Regions from separate parts of the Mus musculus genome. Here all the other regions are linked to region 1. The links are chromatin contacts, called in public Micro-C, capture Hi-C and promoter capture Hi-C maps. All regions are on one chromosome and are shown on one strand. Each heading gives the region's core, a stretch centred on a gene start, on an enhancer-like site or on the middle of the called end of the contact. The rest is flanking DNA. Distances are from core to core; before and after follow the strand shown. Region 1 holds the start of Evc (EvC ciliary complex subunit 1). Region 2 holds the start of Lyar (Ly1 antibody reactive clone). Region 3 holds the start of Otop1 (otopetrin 1). Region 4 holds the start of Stx18 (syntaxin 18). Region 5 overlaps Stx18 (syntaxin 18). Region 6 holds the start of Nsg1 (neuron specific gene family member 1).

Region 1 (3,650 bases), core at 710-3,209:
TAGAAGCACCACCAAGCAAAAAGTTCAGCCTCTCCCTCCACTTGATCTTGTGCCCTACAGGGCAGGACTCTTTCAGAGGATGGAGACAGACACAAGCTCCAGCTCTCCTTACCTGCGAGCTTGCCCAGGGTCCTGCTGGGCCGGGCCGAGATGGTGACCCTGGGCCCAGGGCAGGGAAGGATGGTGGAAGTGCACGCGGACCCGAGCCCAGTACCAGGGCAGCGGCCAGGATATTCCCAGCCAGCACCCACGTGGCTCGTCCCCCAGCGCCCGTGGGGCCCGTCGCCCCCATCTGGTGGCTACAGACCCCACACAGGCCCCGCAGAGTCGCGGAGCTTCCGGACCCCGGGACCGCCCCCGCCGCGGAGCATGCTCAGTGCGAACCGCCTGGAAAGTTTTCTGGAACGCTGGCATCTGGAGTTTGGAGGCCGCAAGCTGCGTAGGAGGGAGCTGCGCAGCTCCTTCGCTTGCTGTGCCTCACTCCAAATCACCCCCGCTACTCTTCTTCCCCAAGGGTGACAAGGGCCTCTACTAATGCCCACTGACTCTCTAGATCTCAGCCCAGTCTTAGCACTAGGAATTCCCAGAGACGCTGTTTGAACCCGACTCTCCTCAGACCACCTCAGCGAGGTTAAAAAACCTCAGGGAAGCATTAGAAAGGTCACAGAAAAAGGAGCAGGGGGAAGTCTCAGCAGAGTACCCACTGTCTGAATCCGGGCTGGGGATCTTGCTGGACCTGCCCAGCCTCTCCAGCAACAATGAAGCCATCACTTGGCCAATGAGTAAGCTGGGGCAGAAAGCTCCCCCAAGGGGTGTTAGGGCTCCCCTGAGTGCCCAGAGGGAGGAGCTGGGGAAGGGGTAGTCTGCCTTCTGGGCTCTAGAGATGTCCCTTATCCAGGGACAGGGTCTTCTGTGAACGGTCCTGCTGGGCAGCTGCCGGAGAGCCTTGTATCAGCCTCTCCACACCTTCAATGACACATCCCTTTCTTGACCTGACCTGGATAAGACCAGGAGTTTGCAGCCCTTAGTGTCCTTAACTAAACCTCTCACATCAGGTACTGCACCCTTGAGAAGTGCCAGGCATCCTGGAGCAGTGTTAAGGCAGTATTAACAAGTGACTTTAGAGGCAAAACATAAGCAGCGTTGATTTTTAATGGATCCTTTCCCTCACCCCACCCTCCACCCTTTTGAGATGAGTCAGGTGATCTGCCTTTGCCTCCTGAATAGCCTGAGTGACCGGGAGATAACAGCTGTACGCCACTACCTGACCTTGTGCGTTTTTTAAAGTCAGGCCTGAGCATCCAACCAACACTACGTTGCAGCATGAAGCTATTGCCAGGAAGATGTTCCAGTTCCCAGGGATACCCCGAGGACAGGAAGGTCCTCTTAACAGGTGTGTGACCTGAAGCCACAGGTGTGAGCAGACAGACATTGCCATCTTCTTCTGAGCTGTCAGATCTTGAATGAGACACTTCCCCTGACAGTTTCTTTGAAGAGGCTGAAGTACTGGCTCCCAATCTGCCCACGTGGAACCATGAAGGATAAAATGAAGAGACGTCAGGATTCTAGAGGGGCCCGAATGTAACATTCGCTCATAAAGAAGAATTTTTCTCGGGGAGAAAGCAGGGTTAAAAGAAGTGTTCAATCAGTTGGGTGCGGAGCATCCCGGAGGGAAGAACGACTTGCCCCAGGAGCGGCGCGGGAATCGGATTGGACAGGCTACAGCAACCTTGAGGTGCTGCTGGAGTTAATCTGGCCGCCAGCTCAGGACTCAGGGCAACCTGAACGCTCAGTGATCACAAAAGAGTAGCTTGCTCCGGAGACTGGGAGGAGGGGTGCTCCTTTGCTCTTGCATGTGGGGTCCTCGGGCTGAAAGGCGCGCCCCGGCTGCGCATGCTCAGTGCACTGTAGGGATGGCCCGGAAAGGCTGAAAGTTTGGGGCGGCGGGTCCAAGCTCCTCCCTCGGCTCGGGTGCAGCGGGAAAGGGTACAGAGGCGCGGACCTGGCCGGCGGCGGGATGCAGCGGGTCACCCGCCTGAGCCCTCCATGACCTGCACTAAAGATGCGCGGCTGCAGCTGGGCCGGGAAGCCCTGCAGGCGGCGCCGACGCTGCTGGTCCCCGCGGTGCTACTGGGTGGCGTTCTCGGCCTAGGCCTTGGCTTGTGGCTTGGCTGTCGCGCGAGCCACTTGCGCGCACGGCTCCAGGTGGGTTCCAGCGCAGCCGGGAGGATCGAGCGCCCTCCTCTTCTTCCCGCGGAGTCCTGGGCTGCATTCCCTGAACCCCCAGCTTTGCGTCTCCTGACTGCGATTGCGATTGCGTGCAACCTCTTGCTCCAGGAGCATCAGGGCTTTCTGAGGAAGGAGGAGGAGGGATAGAGTGAGTAGCCAGAGAGCATTGGCCCGGGGACCACAGAAAGATAGTCGCCCAAAAGCCCTTCTATGCCACAGTGCCCACTGGTTTAGTTAGAAGATTGGACATGATCTCAGCAATTACGCCCCAGATCAGTATGGGGACAGAGAAAGATTAGTGTGTGCACCCAAATGCCCACTCCCTCTTTCTTGCTTTGGAGCTGCCAGACAACATCCTCTGGGAGTGGGCTAAGGACTTTCTGTCAGATGAAACTGGCCCGGGGCCTTGAATGCACAACGGTGAGCAGGATAGATATTTCCAGTTAGCATTTGGATAGAACCCAACAAGGTGGGTGCTGTGATGGAGTAGAAAGAGACTAGAGTTTCTTGAGAGATGTCTGTTCCAGGCACTGAGCCTGGCTCTCCGCCCTAGGCTCTGTCTGCCCTAGGCTCTGAACTCTCCAAACAGCTTTTGAATCAACTCCATGTGTGGCCCATTTTACAGATGCTGAAAGTGAGGCAAAGGGTTAAGCAGCCTAGCAACACAACAAGCATATGCGGGGCGGGGCGTTGGGGGGTGTAAGTAATGCGCTAACTGGCAACTATGTAAATGACTTGGGATGTTCAGGGACACTCCTGGCACAGAGGAGCAGACATCTGATCAATTGTAGAAAGACCCATTGGGAACTCTGGCTTCAGGCAGTTCTGACTTCTTCCAGGTTTCCTCTGTTGTGCAGGGGAATTGGCTTTCTCCAGCTAGAAACCTGTCTGGTTGAGGATTACTTTTCTTGGTCTCTCACTTCGTTCAAGAACTCACACATGTCTGGATTGACTTGGCCAATCCTTCTTTCTCTCCGTTATCAAGCCTCTTCATGGACAACCCTTTGTGCTAGTCAGATACGAGAGCAGTCCTGAACTCTTGGATAGAAAGAGAGAGAGAGAGAGAGAGAGAGAGAGAGAGAGAGAGAGAGTGTGTGTGTGTGTGTGTTCTGGAAGACTTTCTTCAGTTTTATTCTTATGAGAATACACATTCTATGTTTTCATGTTCAAGAGTTCTTTTCCCCCAAGTCCTCCGTTTTGATCCTAAACTGCCAGTTTGTGAGTAGACTCTCTCTCTCCTCTCTGAGGACACTGTAATTGGCTGTTGTCTTGTGTCTCCTCAGCCCTCTGCAGCTTGTTTGGGGGTTTTTCCCTTCTTGTTAGAGTTTGTCCTTAAATCACTTGTGACCCTTGACCTCCTGGCCACTTCTAAGTGTGGAAGTAGAAATTGCTTCTGACCCTGGGTGTATTATTATTCCCTA
Region 2 (3,359 bases), core at 115-2,614, 880 kb before region 1:
GGTGCTGAGAACTGAACTCAGGTCCCCTGGAAGAACAGCAAATACTCTTAATCCCTGAGCCATGCCTCCAGCCCCCTACCTTGTCTCTCTCTCTCTCTCTCTCTCTCTCTCTCTCTCTCACTGGGAGTTTATTAAGCGAGCTGGATAGAGAGCCACAGGGTTCTGTCACCACATCTTGCTTTTTAACCTGGGTTCTGGGCATGGAAATTCATGTCCTCATGCTTGTGTGTCAAGCACTTTACAGACTGGACTATCACTTGTTTAACTCATGTACACACAGAGACAATATTTGCCCTAAAACCAGGCCATCTTAAAGGCCAGGCAGGCAACTGCTCCCTTTAAACTTCAATTTCTCCCCATCTCTGAAATAGGGAGTCGGCCCACTATAACTAGGCACAAGCTCCTTCCAGAATTCCTAGAAATCACAGGTACACTAAAAGATAAAAAAACAGCACATATCTCCACCCTCTTGGGACCCCAGGGGAAGACTATGAGTGGGCCACATGTTTCCACTGAAGCTCAAAGAATCCAAGCCATGCCCCTGCTTCGGTAGAGGCAGTTCAAGTCTCCTCACCACAGCTTCATATGAATAACTTGCAGGTGTTAGGCACTACGGTAGACACTAAACTCTTGACACAATTTGAGCAGGCTTCATATCCCTGGGCTTCGCTGGGCAGAAGCTAGGCTTTCGGGCACATAGACCCCTATCATCTCTCTTACCTCTATCTCCTAGGAGGTAGCTGCTGCAGGAAAAATCCTGACACATGCTGAGCAACCACTATACGCCAAGCCTTTTACCCCTGTAAACTTCACACACACCCTAAATTAGATTCTCTGGTATCCCTTTTGGACAGACGTGGAGCTGGGCACCACTAGGTTAAGTAGCTTGTATCTAGATCGATATTTGGGGGTTCGCGGGCACTTAGGTCTTTGGTCCTCTGAGCTCCAGGAGCCATAAGGTCCTTCCTCCGGACCTAGTTCTCGAGCCTCAGAGAAAAGCCCTCTCCCCATCAGCCAGCAGGTCTATAAGCCCTGTGCGCTGAGGACTAACCGTACCATCTGGCCGGCCCCGAGTGCCGGACTAAAAACCGGGATGCAATATCTCCAGGAACTCAAAAGGCTAGGTTTTGCCCGCGAGCGAGTCCTCAAGGAAGGCAGCCATGCCACCATCGCCCTTCCTCCATGTCCCGGGGCTCCAAGCAGTTCTCACCTGTCAGCCGACCCCGCCAACGGTCTCAACCGGCCGCCGGGAGCACGTGGAGCGGCAGCCACCCAGCGTAGCACCGCCACCGGCTCGCCCAGCCACCCCGCGCAGAACTCAATCCCGGCGGCGCGCGCCAACGCGCGTGCGCGCAGAGGCCACGCCCCTCCCAGACGGAAGTGACGGCGGCGGAAGTTGCCGATGAGCTGCCGAGGGGGCGTTGTCGGAATGGTTCCGAGGCGGTTGGAGTCCTGCAGTTGACACCGAGAGTGCGACGAGAAAGGGTGTCAGGGAGGCGGCCGGGCGAGAGCGGCCTCCGCGGGTAAGGCGGCCCGGGACACTCGACTCCCGTGGGTTGGCGCGGGTAGGGTGCGCGCGGCTTACTCGCAGCGCTGTGTGATGGGGCTCGGCGGAGCACAAAGCTAAGCTCCGGGCACCGGAGCCGGGCCTCCTCCTTCCTGCAGTCACCCTTGCTGCGGTCTGCGCCGCTCTTGGTGTCTGCGTCGCCCCGAGATAGGAGAGGCGCTTATTTCCCCGGGCCCCTAAGCCGCCCCCTGCCTCACTCACCGCGTGATCCTAGGTGCCATGGTGTTCCATCTGTAGGATGCTATTACTGCAGCGCCTACTCCTCGGGACCACGGCAGGTGCTGGGCGCGCCTCTGTGGGAAAGACAGCATCTGGTATACGTTAGTGGGCACTGTTGCTTAAATGACTGAATGAACGTCCAGCAGGCTATGAACAGTATTGTGAGAAACCTCAACCCAGGCGTGGGCGTTTGTTGGTGACAGAGACGTCTCCTGTTTGCTGTGGCTCCTAAAGCAAGGGACAACAGATGAGGTGGTTCAGATGAGAGAGCTTTAGTTTCTCACACTTCTAGAGGACGGCGGGCCATGAATGTGGTGTCATCGGGTTTGCTTGCTTTAGAGGACTGTCCTGGCTTACTGGTGGTCACTCTTGCTGTATCCCCACACAGTCTTCCCTCTGTGCCATCGCAGCTCAGGCATTTCTGCCACAGAACCCATCCGAAGAGGCTCTTTTTAATTTTTAAAATACAGTTGCCTTCTTAAGGGTGTAATTGCTACAGGTATTCAAATTCTGAGGTTCTGGAGAACGCAACGGAATGCATAAAGAGCCCATTAGGTGGTATGCCCTTGTAACACCAGCACTGGGGAGGTGGCGATAGGTGGATTCCTGAAATCAGTGAGCCTCACACCTCAGTAAGAGACCCTTTCTCAAAAAAAAACAAGGTGGACGACTCCTGAGGAACAATGCCTGAGGCTGGCTTCTGGCCTCCACACATATGCACCCTTGTCTACACAAAACATGCACATATATCTGCACATACATTCAGAAAAAGGCATAAAGATAGGCACAGTAGTTAACAACGCCTAAGGACCCCTGTAAAGCTTGATATAAACAGCTTCAGGGCAAACCTCCCACAAATCATCCACCAGTGTTAACTGCCTGACAGAATTACCCCACCAAACTCTGCCGTGGGAGCCTTTTGGTTAAAATTCTGGTGTGGGCTCCTCTTCCCTTCATTTACCTCATCCAAGCTTTTCCCCACCCCCCACTTCTCCTTGCCTTTCTCACCATGGTATTTGCATTGTTTGATGTCTTTCACAGTGATCTTTCTGCTATCATATTCTTGGTTTCAATTTTAGCTTACAGAACTAGAAGGAACCGTACAGTTCTCTAGTTCCACAGGGTCGCTCTATTCTCAAACTACATGCTGAGCACCTGTGAGGCGCCAGACACTTGCAGGTGTCAGAGCTATAGCAATCAGCGAAGGAGATGTGAGCCATGTCTTTACCATGTAAAGACGGTTGCGTTTGCCGGCTAGGCTGAGCCCCCTAATAGTTCAGTCAGCTGTGAACTTGTCAGTGGTTCATCCTAGTGAGGAAAATCACGCCCTTGTGAGCCTCGCATTTGAACTCTCCTCCTGCACTGAGGACTAAGTCTTGAACTCTTATCATCTTTTTGGAAATACTTCATATCCAAACTATAATTTAGTGTGGGAGGGTCCCCACAGGAGTTACAGCAAGTAGGGGGAAACAGTCACAGTGCGGTAAGAATAAAATCCGATCAGCTCAGTTTTGTAACCAGAGCTGGGCCAGGCCAGGACTTCCAGCGTCTGACCCAGATCATTTTACTTTAC
Region 3 (3,423 bases), core at 371-2,870, 940 kb before region 1:
CTTCTTTTTGGGAAAGGGTTAAAATGTCAACATCCTGGAGTAACAGTACCAGTCCTATCTATATGACATAGACCCCCCCACCCCACCCCCGTCCCCAGCTGCCATGCATAATCCACAAACCCACGAGCTCCCTCAAACTTCCATTTTCAAGAATTCAGATAGTTTGTGGTCATGCACAATTTTGTTGTTGTTGTTTTTGTTTTTGTTTTTTTTTTGTTTGTTTGTTTTGGTTTTTTTGTATTTTGTTTTTTGTTTTTGTTTTTTTTTTTTGGAGGCAAGATAAACTGATCTCTGAATGTCTCTACTCAAGGCAAGGGCAATTCTGATGGAAGGGCACTGAGGTCATACCCTTGAATCACTCTCTGGTCCAATCCGGCCTGAGATCCCCCTCTGCAGAGGCTCAGACTGGAGCTGGGGTCGTAGAAAAGCAGGGAATATGTCTGAGGTCAAGTGTGCAAAAATTGGGAGGCGGCCTCTGAGGGAAATTACAGTCTAAGATGAGAAAGTGGGAGGAGGCACCTTTGCCCTGGATCCCGGCTGCTCCCTTTGCCCTGGATCACAGCCCTCTCCCTTTGCCCTCGTGTCTCCAGCCCCCTTTGGCCCATTTGGGTCTGTTTTCAATATGGGCAGCCCCTCTAGCATGCAGTGAGGTCGTCCCTCAAGACCATGACCTCAGGACTCCCCTCATCCTCTCAGCACCTCCTCCAAGCCAGGCTCCTGTGACTCTCGGACCAAGCGTCACAGGCTCCCCCCAATGGGGTGAAGAGGCAGTCCAGGCCACAGCAAGAGTGGGAGTGTGAACAGAAACACAGAATGGAGCCGCAGGATACGCTTCAGTCTCAGGGAGGCCTTAGCCCATGAAAAGCAGGACAGAGGGAAGGGTGGAATAGCATTCCAAGAGAAGGAACCGAATATGCTAATACTGGCCGGAACTGAGTCTTTGACAGCCTACAGCCCAGGATGGGGGCTGAGAAAAGAGTTTATCTGAGGCCAGATCATAGAAGCCTTGAGTGCCAAGAGGGAGAGAGTGGCCTGCAAGCCCGAGCCTGAAACATTATAACAAAGTGTTAAGCAGGAAGACCTTCGAGCAGAGCCTAAGGCAGACAAGGGAAACTCGAGAGGAGGGCGGGAAAAGAGATGAGGTATAGAGCTAAAGTAAGGTAAAGAGCTCAAGGAGAGGCGTGGAGGGTAGCACTCACCGCGAAGCCAGCGCGCACCCGCGTGCGTGTCCTTGGGGCGGATGAGGCGGCGCTGCATGTAGCTGCGACCCACGTACCACAGCATCCAGAGCAGCTGCAGCAGCATAAGCGCGGTTAGAACGCACAGCAGGTCGCTCTTGCCCACACCCGTCGCGTGCACCGCCCAGGCCAGCAGGAACAGCAGCCCCGCCACGAACACGTTCAGTCCATACTGGCTGCTCAGAGTCTCCGCCAGCTTCTGCGGGACGCTGGCGCCGCGCCGGGGACCGGAAGCTTGTGGAGACCCTCGGGCTAGGGGAGGTGGGGACAGAGGGCATGCCGCGATCCCCGACGGCGCGGCACGCGAGGAGCCTGAGGATGCTGCGGGAGAAGAGGGCGCGCCCGGGCCCCCAGGCATCTTCCAGTCTGGTCCCCGGGCGGCTGCTCCCGCCCCGCACGTTGCTCCTGGCTCCTTTCCCCCACGCCCTCTGGGCACCAGCCCGGCTTGCCAGTGCCCTCAGATCCTGCTCTCCTCCAGTACACCCTGCCCTCAGTCAGGTGCCAGCCGCTGGCCTCCCTCCCAGAGCTCCTGATGGTCTACTCTGGTCCCTGCAACCCGTTGCCCCTGCCGCTGCGCCTCGAGCCCTGCTGCACCTCTGCCTTGCCAGTGCCACCCGCACCCCACCCCCGCGCCCAGCCCGCCTACCCCACCCCGGCTCCCCGGAAACGCGGGACTGCAACAGGTGCCGCCCGTCGGTTCCCGGACTGGTGGGGAGGGGTGGGATACCAGGGGACACACGGAATCGTGGGAGCCAGCTCAGAGGGTTGCTGAGGGCGTGGCTGCTCCAGGATTGTGTCCCCGACCCCTAGACTTTTGGGTGGGCCCTCAGGGGTCGAGCTTGCATGGGTCCTTCTCATCTGTGTGCCCTAATCCCTGTGGCTATCTACTGGTGTTTCTTGTCTCTGCCCTCGACCTGTGAGTGGCTCAGGGTAAGAAGCAGGGGATGGGCATCTTTGGGGGGGTCTCTCCGTTTGTCCCTTGTGAGTGCCTGTGTGGGGACCTGAGTGAGAGCCTCGACGATGGCTAAGTGGTGCCACTACACAAGGACATGTCATCCCTCCGTATCCTCTTCTGGAGATGATTCCAGAGAGAGCTGAGCAGGGGAAAAGGTCCCCAGTGGTCCCGTTGTAGTCTCGAGAGTCCAAATGCTTCCTTTCCAACGCTTTGCACTGAGACAGTCCCCTAGGCGCTCCGCTCCGGTGCCAAGAGGAAGCGCAGCGGATTTCTGCGAAAGAGCGTCCTATGGTTGACCGTGACCTGGAGGAGAGCCTGGAGCCCATCAGTGTGGTGCGAGAGGGCAATGGGGAGCAATCGGGACATCGTGCTCGGAGAGGGCAACGCGGGGCAAAGCACAGGCCGAGACGCCCGCTCCGCCTAGGTTTTAACGCTCTGCTGTAGCCGATTTCAATTTCTTCATATTTTAACAAGGAAACCCACGGGTTTTATTTGCACGACACCCTGCACACGGGCACGGCAACCGCTAATGATGACTGCTAAAGGGGGATGGGATGAAAGAGGCAAGACGTCTTGGGCCCAAGGAGTTCCGGAGACTTGCCTCGCCTTAAACATTAAAATCATTTGTTCATTCATTCCATTTATAAATAGGTAATCCACACTCAGATATTTTCTGCACTTAGTCCAGAGGACTCAGTAAGACCAGGCAGACCTGGAAGCCAATGGTCAGATGAGATCCGCTGTTTCCTCGGCAAAACTTACCAGCAATCCTAAGGCAACCCAGCCCTTCCAGGAGACACAGGCACCCCAGGAAACCCCCTGCCAAGAAGGCTGAGAGGGTCTCAGGAGGAGTCAGCATCTGCAAATGAATGCCATGCCTGGATTAGCTGTCCTGTGGAAAGCTAGAGGCAGTTGTGGCGAGGGGGTTCCATTGTGTGCTAAGAATGATTGAAATGAGACCAGTGGGATGCCTCCCCAGGTAAAGACACTTGACACCAAACCTGACAACCGGAGTTGGATGCCCAGCCCCCACATGGCAAAGGAGAGGGCAAATTTCTCCAGGTTTCCCTCTGTCCTCCATAGGTCCTCAGTGATACACACACACACACACACACACACACACACACACACACACACACAATAAATAACTAGACACATAATTGTAACTTCAAAAGCCCACAAATGTTATCCTAGTCAATCCCAAACCTACGTCACTCCACAGATTCCAAC
Region 4 (3,573 bases), core at 387-2,886, 700 kb before region 1:
ACCACTGTTTCCCTTGTGCCCTACAGAACACCAGCACGGCTCACGGCAGGGCGTTTGTTTATATTTGCATCTCCTCCACCACTGTAACTATAACTCAACAGTGGAACCCTATTACTCTAAAACAGTGCTGGTCAGAAAGTAAGTACTAGGTAGATGTTTACTGTTGGAGGGAGGGGCATTTATCTGGTTCATACAACCTCCTGTGCTTCAACATTATCTGTAAACAGCCATTCATTGACTTGTGCATATATATATGTGTGTGTGTGTGTGTGTGTAATATTTGAGTATTATCTAGTCTGAGGGCCCATGCCTTCAATCTCAGCACTTGGGAGACAGAAGCAGTCACCTTTCTGTAAGATCAAGGCCAGCCTTGTCTACATGGAAAGACCCTGCCTCAAAAAGAGAAATATCAAGCAATGGATTATGTGCCAAGCAGAGGTGAGTTTACTGGAAAACCAATGAAACTTAAAGTTTAGATCCCCCAGATTTGTACCTTTCAATGCTTTGGGCCATTGTGTGTGTGTGTGTGTGTGTGTCTTTAAAAAGACAGGCAGACTGTATATGACCCCCTGGTACTCCAAAAATAACATTTACCCTAGTGTCATAGACACAAAGGGATATAATGCAAACAATCTTTTTTTTTCCTGTTTAGTGGAATCAATAATTGTTCATTCGTTCAACCATTCATTCATTCAAAGAATACTTACTAAGCAATATTGTCAGTAGCACATACAGAAATACTGTCAACATGTTCCTACCCTTATGGAAAAGATTTCTATGTTGGGGACACAGAAGCCGGTTGTGTCCAGAGAACAGGAAGCAGTTTAGAGGACAGTTACAACACTAGTGTTGCTTAAGTGTTGCCGCTCTGAAGGGAAAAGCTTTTACCCTACACTGGTGATGTCCTAAACCAATCTCAGGAGGTACTGAGTCCTACCTATGCCTGGAGGCAAGGATCAAGGAGCGTTCAGCTGAGCGTGGATTTTATTAAACCCTACGAGCAAGAGGAGGTCCAAACAGATTCGTGGAAGGGCGAGGGGAGATAGTGGTGAGCTTTGCGACAGGAAGTGTCAGACTGTGGGAACTCTTGGCGAACTCACTGCCTCAGAAGGTTATAACCTGATTTCAAGGATATCCAAGCACCTCTAACTTACTTCCTTCAGTGCCCAGATATGCGTCCCTTCGTGAGAATAAACCTGTCGCCACCCTGAGCCAGCTGTTAGGTCGGTGAGACAGACTCTCTGTCTTGCTAGAGACTCCCTGTCTTCACCGAGAGCTAAAGAGATAGGCCCAGTTTGGGGTCCAGGGGCCGCGGAGCGTATGCGCCCCTAGCTCCCGCCCGCCGTTCCCATAGCAACCAGCTTACCACTTCACGGGCCCGGCTGGAGAAGTCTCCCTTGGGCCGAGGGCTTCTGCGGAACAGCTCGTCCCGGCTGCCATCGGCCCCGCCACCCACGGCCACTCCCAGAGCCTTATTCCGCGTCTTCACTGTCTTGACGCTAGCCCGGAAGAGCAGTGTGATGTCCACCGCCATAGCGACCCGCAACCCAGGGCCTGAAGCCGGCCAGGCACACGTCAGCAGCTAGCGACCCCGGCAAGAACTCGGTTGCTGAGGGACGTTCCGATTTCGCACTCCTCCGCCTGGGAACTGTGAGCATAGAAGAAAGGTTCCGCACTCCGCCCGTGTAACGCGGAGAGTGGAGAAAGGTTCCGGCTTTAACCCAGAGCCGGAATTCTCCGTTCCAGACAGCTACCCGCAGTGCATCGGCACCCCTTTCTCCTCTCTGCAAAACTCAGCGGGATCAGACGCTCGGAGATTTCCCAGTCTGGACTTCAGGAACGAAAGCATCGGGAAGCTAGAAAGATCGCTCCCCTTATGATTCTTTAGGAGACGGGCGGGCGGTTTGGTTGACAGGTGGGGAGTATCACACTTTTGACTTTTGTCATCAAGGGATCGCCTTGAGTAACAATGAACTATGACCATCTGAGTTGCAGGAGCTAGGAAAGGGTACGTGTACAGAGGTAGGGGCCAGAGACCTTTTTTCTTCAACCTTCAGCCAGTTCGGTAAAGTGAAGCCAGCGCCTTTCTTGGAATGCACAGAGAATTAAACAGAATGTGTGTATAAAACGTCCTCGTGCTGTTTAACTCTTAGTATACAGCTAGTAGATGTTGCCGTTGTTGATAATATGGTTGTCCTCAGTCGTTTTGTTTTGTTTTGTTTTGTTTTGTTTTGTTTTTCGAGACAGGGTTTCTCTGTGTAGCCTTGACTGTCCTGGAGCTCACTCAGTATACCAGGCTGGCCTCAAACTCAGAAATCCGCCTTCCCCTGCCTCCCAAGTGCTGGGATTAAAGGCACGCGCCACCATGCCCTCAGTCTTCTTACTTATAATGTAGAAGAGGCTTAGAGCAGAGATCCCTGAGCGGGGATGTGGAGAGCAGGAACTTATCAGAGCCAGACGAAAGTGAAGCATTCTGAACTTCATGATATCATGTTAGGTTCCTCCTCAATAAGCACTTTTGAAAAGCGCTCTCTTGAATCATAGTTATCAAAGAGAAAGAATGAAATGGAGAACAGAGTTACGTAATTTGACTAAAGTCAGCTAGTAAAATTTTTCTGAGCACTTGGTTCATGGTTCATTTTATTTTTGTGTGCACCTTTCATTAAAAATACAATTATGCCACTTTCTCTCCTTCCCTTTTCTCCCTCCAGCCTCCTCAAGTCCTCTCCCTCCAATTTCTTCCATGTCTCCCAACTCAATCTCAAGTTGATAGCTTCTTCTTCTTTAATTATTATTGTTGCATATATGTGTAAGTATCCATGGATATGCCAGCACAATCTGCTGAAACTGTTGTTATTGTGTATGTGTCTATGGCTTCAGGGATAATCACGTTGTATTGGACAACCAATTAGAGGGTTCTTCCATGGGATAGGCTAACTTCCCTCTCTCAGCAGCCATAGTTGCCTGTAGTTTCTTGTCCAGGAGTGTGACCCCCATGGTTTAGTTTTAGTTCAATATCAATTTCTCTGGGTTTTGTTTTCCTTATAAAAGGAAGCACACTAAGATGTGTGCTAAAATTAGGCTTTTAACAGTCATCAAGATGAAAAGCTAGTTTCATAATAATCCTAGGATCACATTTGCCTTTACACTTGCATGTTCTAATCAGCTGTATGGTTGAGTTTTCCAAGAGACACTGATCTTACAATAAGCTAATTGCAGAGCAGCTGTCTTCCATTAAGCCAGACTTAAAAGAGAATTGCAAAGATGCAAGTGCCAGTTCTTCTTACCGAGTCTTTTATTGTTTTGAAAACTATTTTCCCTATGAAGATGTTTATGTTAATATTTAATAGATGTACTCTGATTACTTTAGGCAGATAAATATTTCTAAGCTTCTCATTTTATTTCTAATATAGTAACTATCAATAGATAAAATCCAAGCAAGCAACAATTGTTTAAGGACCTACATAATTTTGTAGGAATGTAAAAATTTTCTGATGTTTGAGAACCACAGTATTAAAGGCATATTTAAAAGAAATACATGTCAAGGAAATATTCATGTAACAGAAAAGAAGT
Region 5 (3,453 bases), core at 808-3,307, 780 kb before region 1:
CTTGCCTAGATCCATACCATCTTTTTTGGTACCAGAACATGCTCATGTGAGTGACAACTCAGGTTTCAAAAGGAAATAAATACTGAAAGGCTAAGTAAAAGACACATCCCCACAGGCTGGGCTTGAAAACTGTCACTCGCAGCATACTTAGCAGATGTCCACACACAGGAAGAAACACTTTCTACTGGCACGCTGGAAAGGGCAGACACAGCCATGTGAAGGAGAGCTGGCTGTAGGGGAGGATTTTCCCTGTCAGGATCAAGCCTGAGGTACAAAAAAGAGCATAGCCAGGAAACAGACAGCACATGAAAGCTGGGTGCAGGTCTTTCCCTGGCCTGTCTGGCCTGCTTCTCCCCTCCTCTCCACTTCCTTCAGAGGTGCACCCAGGCTAGGGCACCACACTGCCTATTTCCCAAGATCCCCCGAGCTCCTAGTCCTAAGTCTCCCTGCTCACCCCATCAATACCCTGTTTCCACCTGAACACCCAGCAGGCAGGCCCCAAAGGCCCAACACATTTAGGTATGTGGACTCGCTTCCCCCACCTTGCTGTCAGAGTGTACATGGAGCTGCACTCACCTCAGGCAGCAATGCCTTCCACCAGCTCTTCAGCCTCAAGGCTGTAAGTTTTACCAAGCTCCCATCCCACACACCCAAATGGCTGCAGAGTCCAAAATGTGACGGGAACACTCGTCACTCCATGGGGGTTGGAGGCGGTCCCCAGTGGCAGGGGTCTTGTGTCTGGGTTGTGGCAAGAGATTACTGTCCAGCCTGTCAGCTTCCATGCCACCTCTTGGCAGTGTCAGAGCTTTTTGGATATCATCCATACCATGGCCCACTCCAGCTTTGGAATGCCCAGTGGAGTCCTACCATGCTGAGCTCCAAAGGCAAACTTGAATTCAGCTGCAAACTTCATGAGGATGCCTCCCCAGCGCCTCCCCAGCGCCGTGCATGTGGCCTTTCCCACACTGGCCCCTCTGAGGCCCCTGGTCACTGGTGATGCTAGGCCCTTTAGGATGCTTATTTGTCACACAGATGTTCTTAAGAAACTGCCATCCCCTCTGGTTTTAGGGATTTTGCATTTGATTGTGTGTGTTTTCTTAACTTTTAACAATCAACTTTGGTTTGTTTGTTTGTTTGTTTGTTTGTTTTCTAAAGACACACAGAGAGGAAGGATGTGGTGTTGGGTAGGTGAGCAGGAGCTTAGAGGAGTCAGAGGAGGGGAGACATGATCAGAATATACTGTATTAGAATTTTTTTCAATTAATAAAGAAACCACCATTCAGATCCTTTGCCATTTCCAGCTGGGTGTGTTTTTAGCTTTCAGTTGAAAAGCCTGTGTGTCCACCCATGTGGATGGAAGTGCATCATCAGATTCTGTGGGCTGTCTTTGCATTCTCTTGGTCTCCTTTGAATGCAAGCCCCATGACTAGTGCTGATCTCCGTGCTCCCATGTTTAACAGCCACAGTGATGCTCAGTGAGCACCATGAGCGTAGGGCCCAGGGGCTCTTGTCCACATGTGCTCTGTTTCCTGTACGCTGCTCACAACTGCTCACAGCTCAACCAGTCAGAAGACAACTTTCTGATCATGTGGAGTCCAAGGCTGAGCATAGGAACACCACCACTCTCCTCACCTTCACAGGCACCACAGTGGAAGGGCGCTGGCATATGGACCTCCCTCACTTGTTTCCCTATGAGCCCAAAGAAGAGCCATTTCCACTAACTATGAAGTTCCAAGGCCTGGCACCACATGCAGTGTAGGTTTGAGGTCAGCAGTATAATTGGGTATCTTTCCATGAGATGCACTGTCTCTAGGCCCTCAGGCAGCACTGGCTTTTCCTGCTGTCACCAGCCTGAGTAGGTGAAAGACTGACTGTGGCTGCTGCATCCAGCTTCAGTAAATGGAGTTAGGATGCCCATCTTGTCCTCTGGGGAGCTGTGCCCATGGGACTGTGGGAAAGCCCTGGGCAGGCACAGAAGTAAACAGAGCCCCTGCATACTGCACCTCAGCAGCTCTGAGCCAGGAATAGGCTGAGGCTGTGCAAACAGAACCACCCACATGGAAGGCTGCTGTGCTTCTTCAGTGCTGGACTTTGAGCTGTTATATAACTTCTCTGACTCTTAGCTTCCTCGCCTATTAAAATACTCACAAAAGCACACACCCCCAAAGATCCAATGCAAGTCAGGCCTGTCACTCAGTCAGGATGTGTGGAACAATGAAAGGCTCCAAAAGTGCTGTTCCCACTGCACAGGGGGCCTCTGGCATCCTCCAGGGTGGTGAGCCATGATGCGTGCATGTGGAACACGTATGAAATGCAGGGAATCATGAGAGAGAGGTGGGCTTGAGAGCCAGGCCACACACCAGTGAGTCTTGGACCAGAGAGTATTTAAGAGCTTTCACCCTGGAAAAGTAGCCTGGGCTCTGAGCCTTTCTGGGTCTTCTAAAGAAAAGAGGCTATGACCCTCCAGTGGTCAGACACAGCAGAGAAAACATTCAGGCAGGCCTCACAGCTTCAGTGAGCTGCTAGGCAGTGAGCGGTGCCACACGAAACCTGCTTGCTTGCTACACCGTATGCAGGGATGCAGTGCATCCCTAGCCAGAGGTGCATGGACTGTACACATAATGAAGCAGTCCGTGACATTCTGATTTGATGCAGACTAGGCATTTCTTTGGCATGGATTGTCAGGAACATCACTGTCTGTGATGACAAGCAATACAAATCCATCCTTGCATCTTATCCCAGGAGCTGCCTGGCTGTGGAGACCCCTGAGAAAGCACGCTCCATGCTGGGGTAGTGTAGCTGCCTGCCACCAGTGCAGACTTCCATTGTGGAGGCTTACACCTGTCTTTAGCAGGAAGGCTCAATGGCGCCTCCTCGGTCTCCACCCAGCAGGAACACAGGACAGCAGCCCTTCTTCAGAGTCCACGTGAATGTGTGGCCCTCAGACTGAGCACTGCTGCCTCTCAGCTGCTTCTGCTTTAGGCGTCTATGCTCACCACCCCGGGTCAGGAACCGCTGCTGCCTCTCTGCTTCGTATTCCTGCGGACAGGTCAGAAGGAAGACGCGCAACGCAAGACTTTTATCCTGAGTCATACCTGGCAGCTCCTCAGCAGCAGGCTTTCCTTCAGAGTCCTGGGAAGCGTTCTGAGGGGCTTTCTCAGATGTGGAGTCTTTCCTCTTGGTATGTGGCTCAGGTTCCAGCTTAGATCTAAAGACAAGACTTGGAAGTTATTTATTTTACTTCCCAAACAGGATCCCTTTCTGACAACAGAGAGGGTCACGTGTGACTTGTGCACTTTTGCTCTGGCCCCTCTACTGGGTTCTAAGAGTCACACGGACACATCCCAGCTTCGTGGGAAGGTACCATGTTGACAGTACATGGCCTTCTGCATTCGAGCCACAGCCCAGTGCTTAGTATCTGCATACACCGAGGTTGCCCTGGAAAAGGACAAC
Region 6 (3,538 bases), core at 244-2,743, 820 kb before region 1:
TTGACTGTGGACCTCTGGCCTCCAGTGCTTAGGATACATTTCCATTCTTTTAGAGTTGCTAGTTTGTGGGTCATGTGTTCCAGGAGTGACAGAGTGAATATGCTGTCTCTGCATTCTTCCTACTTGGACATACATCCTCTCCTTGAGCATGCTCCCTTCTCTGACTCTCTGTCACATCTCCGGGTAGGAGCTGAGGCTTTGTCCTTGAAAGGTGGCAGTGTGTCTTGCGCACTTTGTGTTTCTGATGCCCTTCATGGGGTTCAGATACAAGCAAAGAAAACCACACAGAAGTAATGTGCAATCCCCAGGCCAGCAAGTCGCGGCATAACCCTGGCTGTCTAGGGGATAGCCTGATCCTGGGCTGTCTTGGAGGGAGAGGGTGTGATCCTATTGCTCTTGTGAGGATTCTGACTGCAGAGTAGGCTAGTGCCGTGAAAAGGCTGGAGACTGAGATAGAGATAAAGCCTTTCTCTTACACAAACTAGACAGTCTGACTGGTAGGCCCCGTGATGCCTGCAGGCTAGTGCCTGGGTGGTTTCAAACTCCTTTCTCAGCTGCCAAGAGGACAACCTGATGTCAGACAGGTGTCTTCAAGCCCTTCCCTCAGCCTGGAGAAGCCCAGAAAGGCACCCGAGATGAGACTCTGGGCCCTAGTCAGGCTGACCTGACTTGACTCAATGGCATCCGGGACCTTGTCAAGGCCTGGGCAGAGAAACCCGGGCAAACCTCCCCCCACCCCTTTAAAGAAGGGGCCCTCCTGGAGAGTCTGGAATTTGGACCTATATAGGCTGCTGTTGAAGGTTTCTGTTATTCTCCAGGTTTCTCTGGGGAACAGAATGATGGCCGCAGATGATGAGGCGCTGCTCCTCCCGCGCCGGCCCTCAGCCCTACTCCTTTTGTAGCTTCGCTTTCACATCCAAGTAGTCTTCCCTATCCTGCATCCTGCAAACAAGGCCGACTAGAGGTCTGTAAAGTGCAGTGGCCTTCATTAGGGTGGCCGCCTGGGGCACCGGTCAGCCTAGAACCTCATTCTTCCTTTTGGGTCTCTATGCTATCCATGCGGACTGCAGCTGCGGTCGGGAGATTCCCACCTCCCCTTCCGCCTTGACCACTGACAGCTTTGGCTAGTCTGCCTCTTGAGCAGAACTTTGAGCTCTGAACACCTGGCCTCTTGTTCCCACACTCTAGGCATGCATCCCTAGTGGGACAGCACTACCTCACATCCTGCAATCTCCCTCTTTTTATAGGGACCCGCCCTCATTTTCCTTCCCTCTCCCACTTAGCCTCACACTAAGAGCCACCGAGGTGTATCACCTACACTGTCCTCCGAAAATCTTTGTCATCCTTCAGATCTGATTGACAGTGGGCCGGCACCTTGCCTTCATCCACCTTTGGGGCTCCCTGGCTTCCCATTATCTCCTCCTCCCTCCTTCCCTTCCTTCCCCCCAATCTCCCCGCGCTCGGCCGCCGCCCCAGGGTTGCGCAGCCCGCTCGGGTATTCCCTTAGTCGGGCATTGGGAGTCTCAGGTTCTCCTTCCTCCGGTCGGGGAGCGCGCGGGGTCCCCGGGGGACCCCCACTGCAGTCGCGTGCTCCTTTGTGCGACCGATCCGCGCGCGGGCGGCGCTGCGTCAAGGCGGAGGCGCATCCGCGCGGCCCCACGCGCACTCCCGCGCGCGGCCCCCGGGAACGGCAGGAAGGAGGCGGCGCGCGGAGGCGGGAGGCACAGAACCCAATCGCCGATCCCCCGGCCGCGGCGCCGCCTCCGCCATTGCTGTGCGCGGGAGCGGGCGACACTGAGCCTCGGAGCGCGCTTGGAGCCCAGATCTTCCGGAGCCAGGCGTGGGGTGAGTGCGGGTGGCGAACGGGGAGGGCAGAGGAGCATCTCTCAAGCAGAGGGCCGCGGGAGACCTGCAGGAGGCCAGTGCCACCCGACAGGGTACGCGTCCAGAAAGGCTGGGCACGGGTAGCGTCCCCTTACCCGGCCGTGATGCGCCCTGCGGGATGGGAGTCTAGAAATGTTAGTCAATACACAGCCTGAGACTCTGATCTGGCTAGATCGCCGCGTCCCTGCTACCTCTCTGGGGAGATAAGGCGGGGACAGCGACCGCGGAGACAGCGGGTGGGTGTGCGGAGTCCTTCTGGCTGTGCCCCGCCCGGTCGGGCCACGGCTCGCCCTGACCCCCGCGCGGCCCTCCCTCCGCAGGCCGCAGCCTCGTGTCTTTCGCAACCATGGTGAAGTTGGGGAATAATTTCGCAGAGAAGGGCACCAAGCAGCCACTGCTGGAGGATGGCTTCGACACCATTCCTTTGATGACGCCCCTCGATGTCAACCAGCTGCAGTTCCCACCCCCAGATAAGGTATGAGCCCCCCGCGACATTCCCGCGCTGCTGAGTGTGCACCCCTAAATCTTCGGCTGCAACTGAAACAAAAGAAACGCCTTGTGCGCGTGGAGAGGTGGAGGCGGGCTCAGCCAGGAGGAGGAAGGCAGGGAGAGCACAATGTACCCTCGTGATTATGGGTTTGGTGATGCTGGAGACCCCCCTCCCCCGCCTTAGATGACACCTTTGTCTCGGCAAGACTCCTCAGTGGAAGTCCCCCTCTTGATTTGGGGGAGTCTTGTGAGAGCGTTGCTTGTTGGTATGGGGGGTCAGGAGTGATCTTAGGGAGCTAGCTGGTCCTTATGCTTTCCTTGTGCGGGGGTTTCAGCTCCACTTGCCTCACTGGGTGTGTGCTGATTCCTCTTTGTTCCTTTTGTGACATCTCCAGATCTGAGCTCGAGCTTGGCAATGCTAGTGTAACCAGGACCATCTTTATCCTGATGGTATTTTTTTCCCCTGACTTAAAGACTCCTCTCTTAAACACTACATCCAGCGGGGCATCGTTTTCAAGCCATAACGTTTAAAAGCAAATTCTACCCTTAAAGTAGATGACAGCATTACCGCACGCTCATGTAAAGCTACACGCCCTTTATCGACAGTCCCAACACACAAAGGAGCTTGGACACTATTCCTGAATGCTTTACATTTATTGTCTTCATTTCTTTCCCGATAACGAGGCTCTGGCTCCAGGCTCTGTGTTCACTGGGCAGCAGTAGAATGGGGTATAGAAGGGACCTGCTGTGGGTCTTCAGTGGTGGCTCTCAGGGGCTTCTTTCACAAAACCCCAAATTTGGGTTCTTCCCAAGGTGATTTCATCCCCCTAATTTTATTGTCTGGTTTTTTTTCCCCCCCGAGGGTGGGGTGGGGAGATGGCAACATGGGAGCAGAGAAGGGGCTGCCAGCAGGTGTTTCCCTTTGGGAAAGGAAAATCAGCTGTTCATACACGGAGTGACATGAACTTGTGTACCCTGTGCCACAGCTGTTGGTCCAGACTGGCCGTCATAGGAGGAACGGGGCTGTTGAGTCTTTGACCTCCACCCTATGGTCCCTATCTCCCGAACCCTCCTGCCTTAATACATGCAGCCAAGGAGCACTAGAAGCCTGTGCCAGGATCTCTGTGTCCTGAAGCAGCACCTCTATCAGGCGATCCCTCTGCTC

Evidence for each region. Promoter capture Hi-C pulls out the DNA fragments that hold promoters and counts their contacts. Hi-C and Micro-C count contacts between places; a contact is called where the count stands out from the background. Capture Hi-C pulls out chosen DNA fragments and counts their contacts.
Region 2: a promoter capture Hi-C map of embryonic stem cells shows a contact between it and region 1, with 4 times the contacts expected there. The contact joins the promoter of Lyar here to the promoter of Evc in region 1. A contact is called at or near these places in 13 of 39 promoter capture datasets (the 3T3-L1 cell line, 3T3-L1-derived adipocytes, cranial neural crest and 8 more), 3 of 115 datasets of contacts at active chromatin or transcription factors (astrocytes, embryonic stem cells and stem cell-derived neural progenitor cells) and 1 of 9 other capture datasets (embryonic stem cells).
Region 3: a contact with region 1 is called in a Micro-C map of embryonic stem cells, with 2.2 times the contacts expected there. The contact joins the promoter of Otop1 here to the promoter of Evc in region 1. A contact is called at or near these places in 2 of 39 promoter capture datasets (the 3T3-L1 cell line and cranial neural crest), 2 of 484 Hi-C or Micro-C datasets (both in embryonic stem cells) and 1 of 115 datasets of contacts at active chromatin or transcription factors (embryonic stem cells).
Region 4: a promoter capture Hi-C map of stem cell-derived epiblast-like cells shows a contact between it and region 1, with 3 times the contacts expected there. The contact joins the promoter of Stx18 here to the promoter of Evc in region 1. A contact is called at or near these places in 8 of 39 promoter capture datasets (the 3T3-L1 cell line, cranial neural crest, frontonasal cranial neural crest and 3 more), 3 of 115 datasets of contacts at active chromatin or transcription factors (embryonic forebrain, embryonic limb bud and embryonic stem cells) and 1 of 9 other capture datasets (adipose tissue).
Region 5: a contact with region 1 is called in a promoter capture Hi-C map of hippocampal neurons, with 5 times the contacts expected there. The contact joins the enhancer-like site here to the promoter of Evc in region 1. A contact is called at or near these places in 11 of 39 promoter capture datasets (the 3T3-L1 cell line, 3T3-L1-derived adipocytes, cranial neural crest and 6 more), 4 of 115 datasets of contacts at active chromatin or transcription factors (embryonic forebrain, embryonic stem cells and stem cell-derived neural progenitor cells) and 1 of 9 other capture datasets (embryonic stem cells).
Region 6: a capture Hi-C map of embryonic stem cells shows a contact between it and region 1, with 4 times the contacts expected there. The contact joins the promoter of Nsg1 here to the promoter of Evc in region 1. A contact is called at or near these places in 11 of 39 promoter capture datasets (the 3T3-L1 cell line, 3T3-L1-derived adipocytes, the C10 cell line and 8 more), 5 of 115 datasets of contacts at active chromatin or transcription factors (astrocytes, embryonic stem cells and stem cell-derived neural progenitor cells) and 1 of 9 other capture datasets (embryonic stem cells).

What each region holds. Positions count from the first base shown.
Region 1 is chr5:37,335,190-37,338,839 of GRCm38.p6, reverse strand. Evc (EvC ciliary complex subunit 1) reads left to right here and starts at 1,959. Exons shown (of 21, transcript NM_021292.2): 1 at 1,959-2,205. The coding sequence starts at 2,047. It overlaps Evc2 (EvC ciliary complex subunit 2), which reads right to left and starts at 362. Exons shown (of 20, transcript NM_145920.3): 1 at 113-362. The coding sequence starts at 292.
Region 2 is chr5:38,218,487-38,221,845 of GRCm38.p6, reverse strand. Lyar (Ly1 antibody reactive clone) reads right to left here and starts at 1,364. Exons shown (of 9, transcript NM_025281.3): 1 at 1,211-1,364. Zbtb49 (zinc finger and BTB domain containing 49) reads left to right here and starts at 1,392. Exons shown (of 8, transcript NM_029162.3): 1 at 1,392-1,523.
Region 3 is chr5:38,275,601-38,279,023 of GRCm38.p6, reverse strand. Otop1 (otopetrin 1) reads right to left here and starts at 1,620. Exons shown (of 7, transcript NM_172709.3): 1 at 1,200-1,620. The coding sequence starts at 1,596.
Region 4 is chr5:38,037,293-38,040,865 of GRCm38.p6, reverse strand. It overlaps Stx18 (syntaxin 18), which reads right to left and starts at 1,636. Exons shown (of 11, transcript NM_026959.3): 1 at 1,367-1,636. The coding sequence starts at 1,534.
Region 5 is chr5:38,115,840-38,119,292 of GRCm38.p6, reverse strand. It overlaps Stx18 (syntaxin 18), which reads right to left. Exons shown (of 11, transcript NM_026959.3): 6 at 3,096-3,208. Among named protein-coding and RNA genes, the nearest start is that of Nsg1, 42 kb to the left of the region's middle. Within about 2 kb of position 2,057, at least 40 of the 459 cell types and tissues checked have an H3K27ac peak or open chromatin away from gene starts, as enhancers often do. A contact at or near this core is called in hippocampal neurons, where this site is marked.
Region 6 is chr5:38,157,698-38,161,235 of GRCm38.p6, reverse strand. Nsg1 (neuron specific gene family member 1) reads left to right here and starts at 1,493. Exons shown (of 5, transcript NM_010942.4): 1 at 1,493-1,845; 2 at 2,205-2,359. The coding sequence starts at 2,231.